Regions from separate parts of the Gasterosteus aculeatus genome. Here region 2 is linked to region 1. Evidence: chromatin contacts called from public Hi-C data. All regions are on one chromosome and are shown on one strand. The core of a region is the stretch at or near the end of the contact, and the rest is flanking DNA. Distances in the headings are between cores, read along the strand shown.

Region 1 (3,573 bases), core at 329-2,828:
TTGTCTCTTGTACATTGCGGTTGGCATTGGGAGACCAGGCCAAGCTGTTGTGGAGCGTTGTATATACAATATGGTCGTCCTGTTTAGTTTCAGAATGGGAAGAGATGGATGGATACGGATATATATATATATATATATATATATATATATATTCTTTGTATGTATCCTTAACTACCAAAAGTCAATGTGTGAAATATATTGTGAGTATTTTAAAAGAGGCAGGTTGAGTTTTTTTTGTGAATTTAAGTAACGCAAGATAGACCCAACATTTTAACTGCTTAAACATGAGGTGGTTTAATAGTCACTGTTAACTTAGGGTGAAGTGGTCCTTTCTATGTGTGCATGTTTGGGCCCAGAATAAGTGATTCGGAACCTGTGGTTGGCTGTCCTGATTAGGATCCCAGTGATGTGGCATTAAAACGCTCCATCCGACTCACACGTGCTCCCTCTCGCTGTCCCACCACAGCTGGGCGAGCGGAGACTGGGGCCTCTGCAGCCGCTCGTGTGGAGGAGGTCAGCAGACCAGGACGCTGCGCTGCCTGAGGAAGGTGACCTATCAGAGGGAGGAGGTGGCGGCTCACTCCCTCTGCCCCGTCATCTCGCCGGCCCAGATCCAGCCGTGCCACACGCAGGCCTGCCCGCCCGAGTGGAGCACGGGCTCCTGGTCACAGGTGGGTTCGTGAAAATACGTGTGTTTAGGTCAACTGTTCACCTTTGTTACATGCCGGTGTGCCAAATAGCTCCAAAACTTCAGACAATCAGCCTCAGTTCTTTTGTGTTAAGTTGCTTATTTACGCTAAATCAAGATGATAAAAATCCCCTCATGAGCATGTTCACAGACACATTTATCTCCAAACATGTATAAATAAAGAGACAGAGCAGTGATACTCTATGTCCCACACGACACAATCTAGCTAAGAGAGTTTGTGGGGAAATTACAGGAAAACGTTGTAATGCACATACTTACCGGCGCTTAGGCCCCGGGGCCCGGTGACTTAGAAGCTAATTTGTGTTACTGACTGCTTGAGTCAGTAGAGGAATAGAGAGGCATCTGACAGTCTCTCTCCCTGTGTGCGCGCACGAGTGTGTGTTAGTAGGTTTAAGCGTGCAAATGCATACATTCTGTGAGACAAAAATGAGTGTTTGCCTGCAGGGAGCCGGCTTCTTCAATCCATTCATTTTCTGTCTCATAACGATATGCTTCGTTATGAGTTTGGAATGATTATTGTAAATTAAACCGCTGCCATGAGGGATTTCTGTGACACTATTGTATTCAAATGACGCGTTACTAGTGTTGCAGGCTGCAGGCTGGTTGTTACTCTGACCCTGCAGCTGAAATAAGGCAAATACTTCATCTATTCTTTATTTACATCTGTGCTGTTCCTGCTGTGACGTGTAGTTACCTCTGTACTTGCTGTTCAAACAGAAGTGCTGACTTCAGCATTGCCACTAATGTTGCTAGGTTACGCGTGCCAGCTGTCAAAATTCATTTGTTGGCTATGAGTGATCAGCGTCCACCGACAAGTTTAAACAAAGATGCACGTTGAGACATTTGCATGACGGAAAGTCGCACACACTCCACCACACACACACACACACACACACACACACACACTAACACACTCTCACAAGTGTCAAGAGGTTTCACTCATGCTAAATCAAACACTCTGCTGCCCTCTGTTGGACACGGGACGAACATCGAAAAAACAAACTACAGATGGGTTCAACTGGGCACTTGTAAGACTATTCGGCCTTTATCCTCAAACATCTGCTAAACCTTTTCACTCCCACTCATCCCAAACGAAATGTTCTCCCTTCATCCCCGTGTCCTTCTTATTTAGGAAATCTTATTTCAACGTTTGAATCTCAAGGTAGTTCGAAGGTAGTAACCAAACACTTTGAATCACCAAACAGCTTATTACGCCTTTGGATCCTCTGGCTGTTGACCAAGTGCAACTACAGAGCTTCACACAGTAGACAGGCTTCTGTTTGCTCATTAAGCGCCAATCTGCGGACGATTGGCTGGTGTGTCACAGCTGTGGGGGGGGGACGAGGGGGGGGGGGCTCTTTGGTCCCACCGGTCCGAGTTCAGTCGGCGGTCGCCCAGAGGCAACGGCCAGTGTCTGTGCAAACATCAATCAGAGTTTTCAGCGACAACAGGGACGACAGGGACGCTTGTTTGAGCGCGTCAATCCGTATGCACAGATGTGTACGAGTCCTTTGTCTCGTCGGCTCGTGTGACGCTGTCACATTAACTGCCCTGACAGCTGTGTCTCTCGGTCCCCGCAGGGCGATTTGACACCGCTGTCCACCTCTGCTTTTCAGTCAGAACTGCCTTTGGTGGACGCTTTGATGCCTCGGGGGGGTCACACACTCTCTTTTGCTCGTTATTGGCGCATTTTATTTAATGTTAGACCGTAATGTGGCGAATTTACGAGCGCGTTGACCGTGCCAAAGGGTTTGACCTCTGCTGAAGGCGATGAAAGCTTAAGGTCAAAGCAGTACTGAAAAAGTTTGGTGCATGCTCATTTCACCTTTGCACACAGCGAATCCCTCCTCTCATTACGCCGCTTGTTCTCCGCCGTCGTGACGTCCTGGTGTCCGTTCACAGTGCTCCAAGACCTGCGGCCGCGGCCTGAGGAAGCGCAGCGCGTTCTGCCGCAGCACTGATCCCGGGGCCAAGGCGGTGGTGGTGCCCGACAGCATGTGCAGACAGCACCACAGGCCCAAAACCCAGGAGACCTGCGTCCTGCGGCGCTGCCCGAAGAACGAGCGGCTGCAGTGGGTCACCGCGGCTTGGGGGGAGGTAGGAGAGAGGAGACTTCTGACTTCTTCACTTTAATAATTCTCAAAAAAAAAAACTGAAAACACCTACATGTGCGTTATAAGGATCAGATTTACGTTGAGTACATTGTTTCCATGTTGTGTTGCCTGCCTATTTGTCCAGAATCAAGAAAATAAAAGCTTCGTACTAGCTTTTGTTTCTCAGAAATGGTCATAATCACACAAGGGAGAAGGCCGGCATTTGCAATGGATCAGAATTCAATACAGTATCAAGACATCTGCACTGAATCACCAGCAATGATGAACATCGCATCCCTTCACTGAAGGTGTTGTAGAGTAAAGAAAAGGAAGAGCTGGATTGGGTGCTGTGGCGGAAGATTTTGCACAGACAATCGTTAAGTAAGAATCAAAGGCTCTGAGTCAAGTATGTCTTTTCTCCGTTTATTTCCTTGCAAGGGAAAAAGGGTCACAACAGCTACGTGGTCAGTAGACTGTCAAGAACCTCCTTTTCTTCCCAACACATCGAGGCAGTTCTTATACCTAAACTTAGATATCGGTGGCGTCAACAGAAACCGTTAACCATCTTGTTGAGTATCTACAGCCAGGGTACTGGGAACACCTTGTCCATGTGAGACACATCAGTTCTTTGACCGTGTCCTTGCTCTCCCAACATGCTAAAACAAAGGTGGTCATAGACATAACAAACACTTTGTTCAGTCTCTACAGCTATGACGCTGGAAACATCTAATCCAAGTGGGAGACATCAGTTCGTATGTCAGGGCCTTTGTG
Region 2 (3,573 bases), core at 791-3,290, 64 kb before region 1:
GGAACGGTTTCAGGAGGAGGCATAATGGGCCGCAGGTGGAATTAATCAGGTGCGTGTGTCAAGGATGCGGGGAAGGCAGGACTCACACGCAGACAACAAAAGAAGACTTTAATAGTCTAAATGTCAAAAGCAAACGGCCAAGGGGCAAAAACGCACACAGGAACCAGGGGAAAAGGCAGGCAGAAACCAGAAACATCCAGGACATTCAACAATGACGCGACAAGTGACAAGAGACACACACGGCTTAAATACACAGATGACAGGACAAGGCAGGAAGTGAAGTTACCCAGGGAGACAAGAAGGAGAAACTACAAAATAAGACAGGAAATAAAACCACACCGTGACAGTGTGTGTGTTCTGCCTTAAAGTAGGAGAGATCCGGCGACAGCGGGAGGACTGAGCCAGGCGAGGAAACTGGAGCCGGACACTCGTGGTTAAAACAGACAATAAAGACTGTTTGCAGAATCCGCTGTATCCTCATTATTACGCGTTCCCCCCAAGGACTGCACGTTACAGGGGCCTTCAGAGGTATAGCCTTATGAGAAAAAGTACAAAAGAAATCAGGTCAAGGTCCAAGCTCTGTACACACCAAAAAGAGAGCAAATTCTCGACTCAGTATCATGATTTGTTACTAAAAGCATGAGGGGAACTATGGCAAAGATATATATTTTTACACTTCCAGTCAGTCAATCATCTTCATCGGCACAAACGGCTTGTCCTCCATACAGTGTTGCGGACGGGCTGGAGTCCATCCCAGGCAACATTGTGCAACAGACACAAGGTCACATCTTGGATCGGTCGCCAGTCAATCACAGAGCTGACACAGAGATAAACAACCATTCACATCCACACACCTACGGGCAATTAGGAGTCACCAATCAACCCAATCCCCAGAGCATGTCTTTGGATTGTGGGAGGAAGCCAGAGTACCCACGCAGACTCCACACAGAAAGGCTGCTGGTTGGAGAGAGATTTTTTTCTGTGAGGCGACAGCGCTAATCACCCCACCTTTACACTTTGTATTCCTTTCAAGGAAACCACTATGCACCCTTTAAACATGCTCATGTGCAAATGTGTAATTGTTTGTTTTTCTTGCACCTCCTCCTTTTACAATACAAATGTTCAAAAGCTGCTGTATACATGATTGAGGTATAGAAATATGCTTGCATATATATATAAATATATATACATGTTTTTTTGTTGCCAAAATAGCAGATCATATCACCCTTTGTAAATAGATGGTAGCATTACGGCGTATTCTGTAAATTTAGCTAAGTCCAGTTTCCACTGTCACATACTTAAATCCCATAAACAATAAAATATGATTATTATTCAAATAAATGGCAGTATCTTCCATGTATAAAAACACTAAACGGATTCTGTGTTGCCAGTATATAATTATGAGCCTGGGGAAAAGAATGAGGGAAATTAAGGGTTTCTGTTCTCGGTGTCCAGTTCAGTGTGCACAACATGTGTGGAACGAGAGACTTCACCCCGCCCTGACCGTGCAGTAATCCCACCTTATAAATCACTGTCACCCGGGGGCAAGACGGGTCGTCCGTCTTCCACGACACCCACCGGGAGGGAAGAGCTGCTTCAAACGCTTCACATCTGCTGGTGTCATGTAGGTGCTTGACCACCACCGTCAGCTGATCACTGTGCTTCCACTTCCACTTCCTTTCTGGTCCTCAGCGTCTCTGCCAGCTCTCATCCATCTGTCTGGACTTAAGACTGTCCATGTTTCTGCTTCGCTGTCTAGCTATTCGCTATCCATGATATTTATGGTTGTACTCAAGAAATAAATTCAAGCATCTGGGGAAATGCAAAAAAAGGGGCATTAAGAGTTGTTAAATAAAAGTAGCAGCATGATAGATGACTGTTGAATAGAGTTGCTCAGTCATCAACACTACTTTGTAGTTTTGTATGCACATTTAACTAGACAAAAGTTTTTGAGTCCAACCTGCGTCCTATTATTGTTCTCTCATCTCTCCCTTGATCACTTGAATAGTGTGCAGAGCTCACGCAGTACCGAAGCCGTCCATATGATGGGGCTAGACTGCAACAAATACAGTCCAATTTAAAAACATGTACTTCATAGATATGTTAAATGTAAGTGTCTGTGTGTGGGATCAACTGAGGTTGGAAGGCTCCTTGGTTGGGTTTGTGCAATTCCTATGAAAGGACATTGTCAGCTAAATAACCTATAGTCATTGTCTTCAGTGGATCAGCTGGAGAACGCATTGTCACAAAGATGGAACTATTCTGAAAATATGTGGTTCTTACAGGAGACTGGAGACGCACACATGGTGATTCTTTAGAATATGATTCAATGCTGTGGATGAAATAACTAAACAGAATGTAAAGCAGGTAAGACTAACTTAACTTTTAGTGGATTGTTTTCTTAGTGTGATTTGAATAATTTTACTTTTGTAAAATATCTGAATCCGTCTTTCAGCACTGCTTTTATTCAATGACCTCAACTATGAGCTAAAGTGAAATCGAAGGTCAGATTACCTTTCAAGGACCTGATGTACACAGAGGCGTGTGATTATGTGCTGGTTTAGGTGATTACATGTGATGGTGGTTGTTCCTGCAGTGGTTCTGCCTGACACTCACTGCTGCTGTCATTATTAGTCCATCTAGAACCATCATTGCTGTCATTATTAGCTGTCATTTCAACTCACTACTTCCATTTTATGAATTATTTCTGTCATATGCATGAACATATTGTGATGTTTTACATTGTTTATTCTGTAACCATGACCTCTATCCCACCTCTGTCCATCCGGATAGAGAGATCTCACCGCTGCTGCTGTTTACCCCAGTAAAGGTATATTTTTTTAAGGGATTCTCCCTGTTTTGATGAGAGTGTGCCGGCATAGAAGATGTTGTATGTGTACGTTTGTAAAGCCCTTCGAGGCTAATTTGCCATCTGGGGCTATTTAAATGTAATTAAATAAAATTAGTAAGTATATCAGGTCAAATCAGAGAAATTTAAACAGTGTCTCTATTTAAAAAAACACATACTTTTTTTAAGAACTAACTATTTAAAAAATTGAAAAATGATTTTATACACCACTTGAAAAATGTTGCTTCTTCTCTTACTTAAATCTTTTCAAGAAGTGGACTAGACTGGTTCTCTTTATCAGATGAAAGACCTCAGCCAGTTGAGCAGATTACAATTTTTTAATTTGGCTTCAGAGACTCTTCAGGAGCTACTGTTCACTTTCTAATCAGTATTTAATTAGACGGACACCAAATCCCCAGAGTGGGAGTGTTTTTGTCCTTGTGTGACCACTTTGACCTTTTTTGTAGACAGGCAAATGGCACCCGGTGGATTAGGGGAGAGGACCAATACGAAGCAATTGTCTGGTTTGTAAATGTTTGTCAGAGGCCCTTCCACCCCGTATTGTCTCACAGTCAATATCTGATGGGAAAAAGTTTGCTCCAATATCCTGATGTTCAAAAGACTAAAGAACACCAGAACTGTGTGACAGTAACAAACAAAGCTTCCTTGAGCTTTAGTATTACAAAGAGGAGTTTGACCAAGTACTTCATTGTAGGGTTGATAAA

What was found. A called contact is a pair of places that touch in the nucleus more often than the background predicts.
Region 2: a contact with region 1 is called in a Hi-C map of liver, with 5 times the contacts expected there. The contact joins two enhancer-like sites. A contact is called at or near these places in 3 of 6 Hi-C or Micro-C datasets (liver, tail fin and whole body).

The regions. Positions count from the first base shown.
Region 1 is chr12:4,129,491-4,133,063 of fGasAcu3.hap1.1, reverse strand. It overlaps adamts18 (ADAM metallopeptidase with thrombospondin type 1 motif, 18), which reads left to right. Exons shown (of 24, transcript XM_040167666.2): 19 at 467-671; 20 at 2,612-2,806. Among protein-coding and RNA genes, the nearest start is that of LOC120810219, 36 kb to the right of the region's middle. Within about 2 kb of position 1,578, at least 3 of the 9 cell types and tissues checked have open chromatin away from gene starts, as enhancers often do.
Region 2 is chr12:4,193,973-4,197,545 of fGasAcu3.hap1.1, reverse strand. No RefSeq gene overlaps it. Among protein-coding and RNA genes, the nearest start is that of LOC120809508, 7.9 kb to the left of the region's middle. Within about 2 kb of position 2,040, at least 5 of the 9 cell types and tissues checked have open chromatin away from gene starts, as enhancers often do.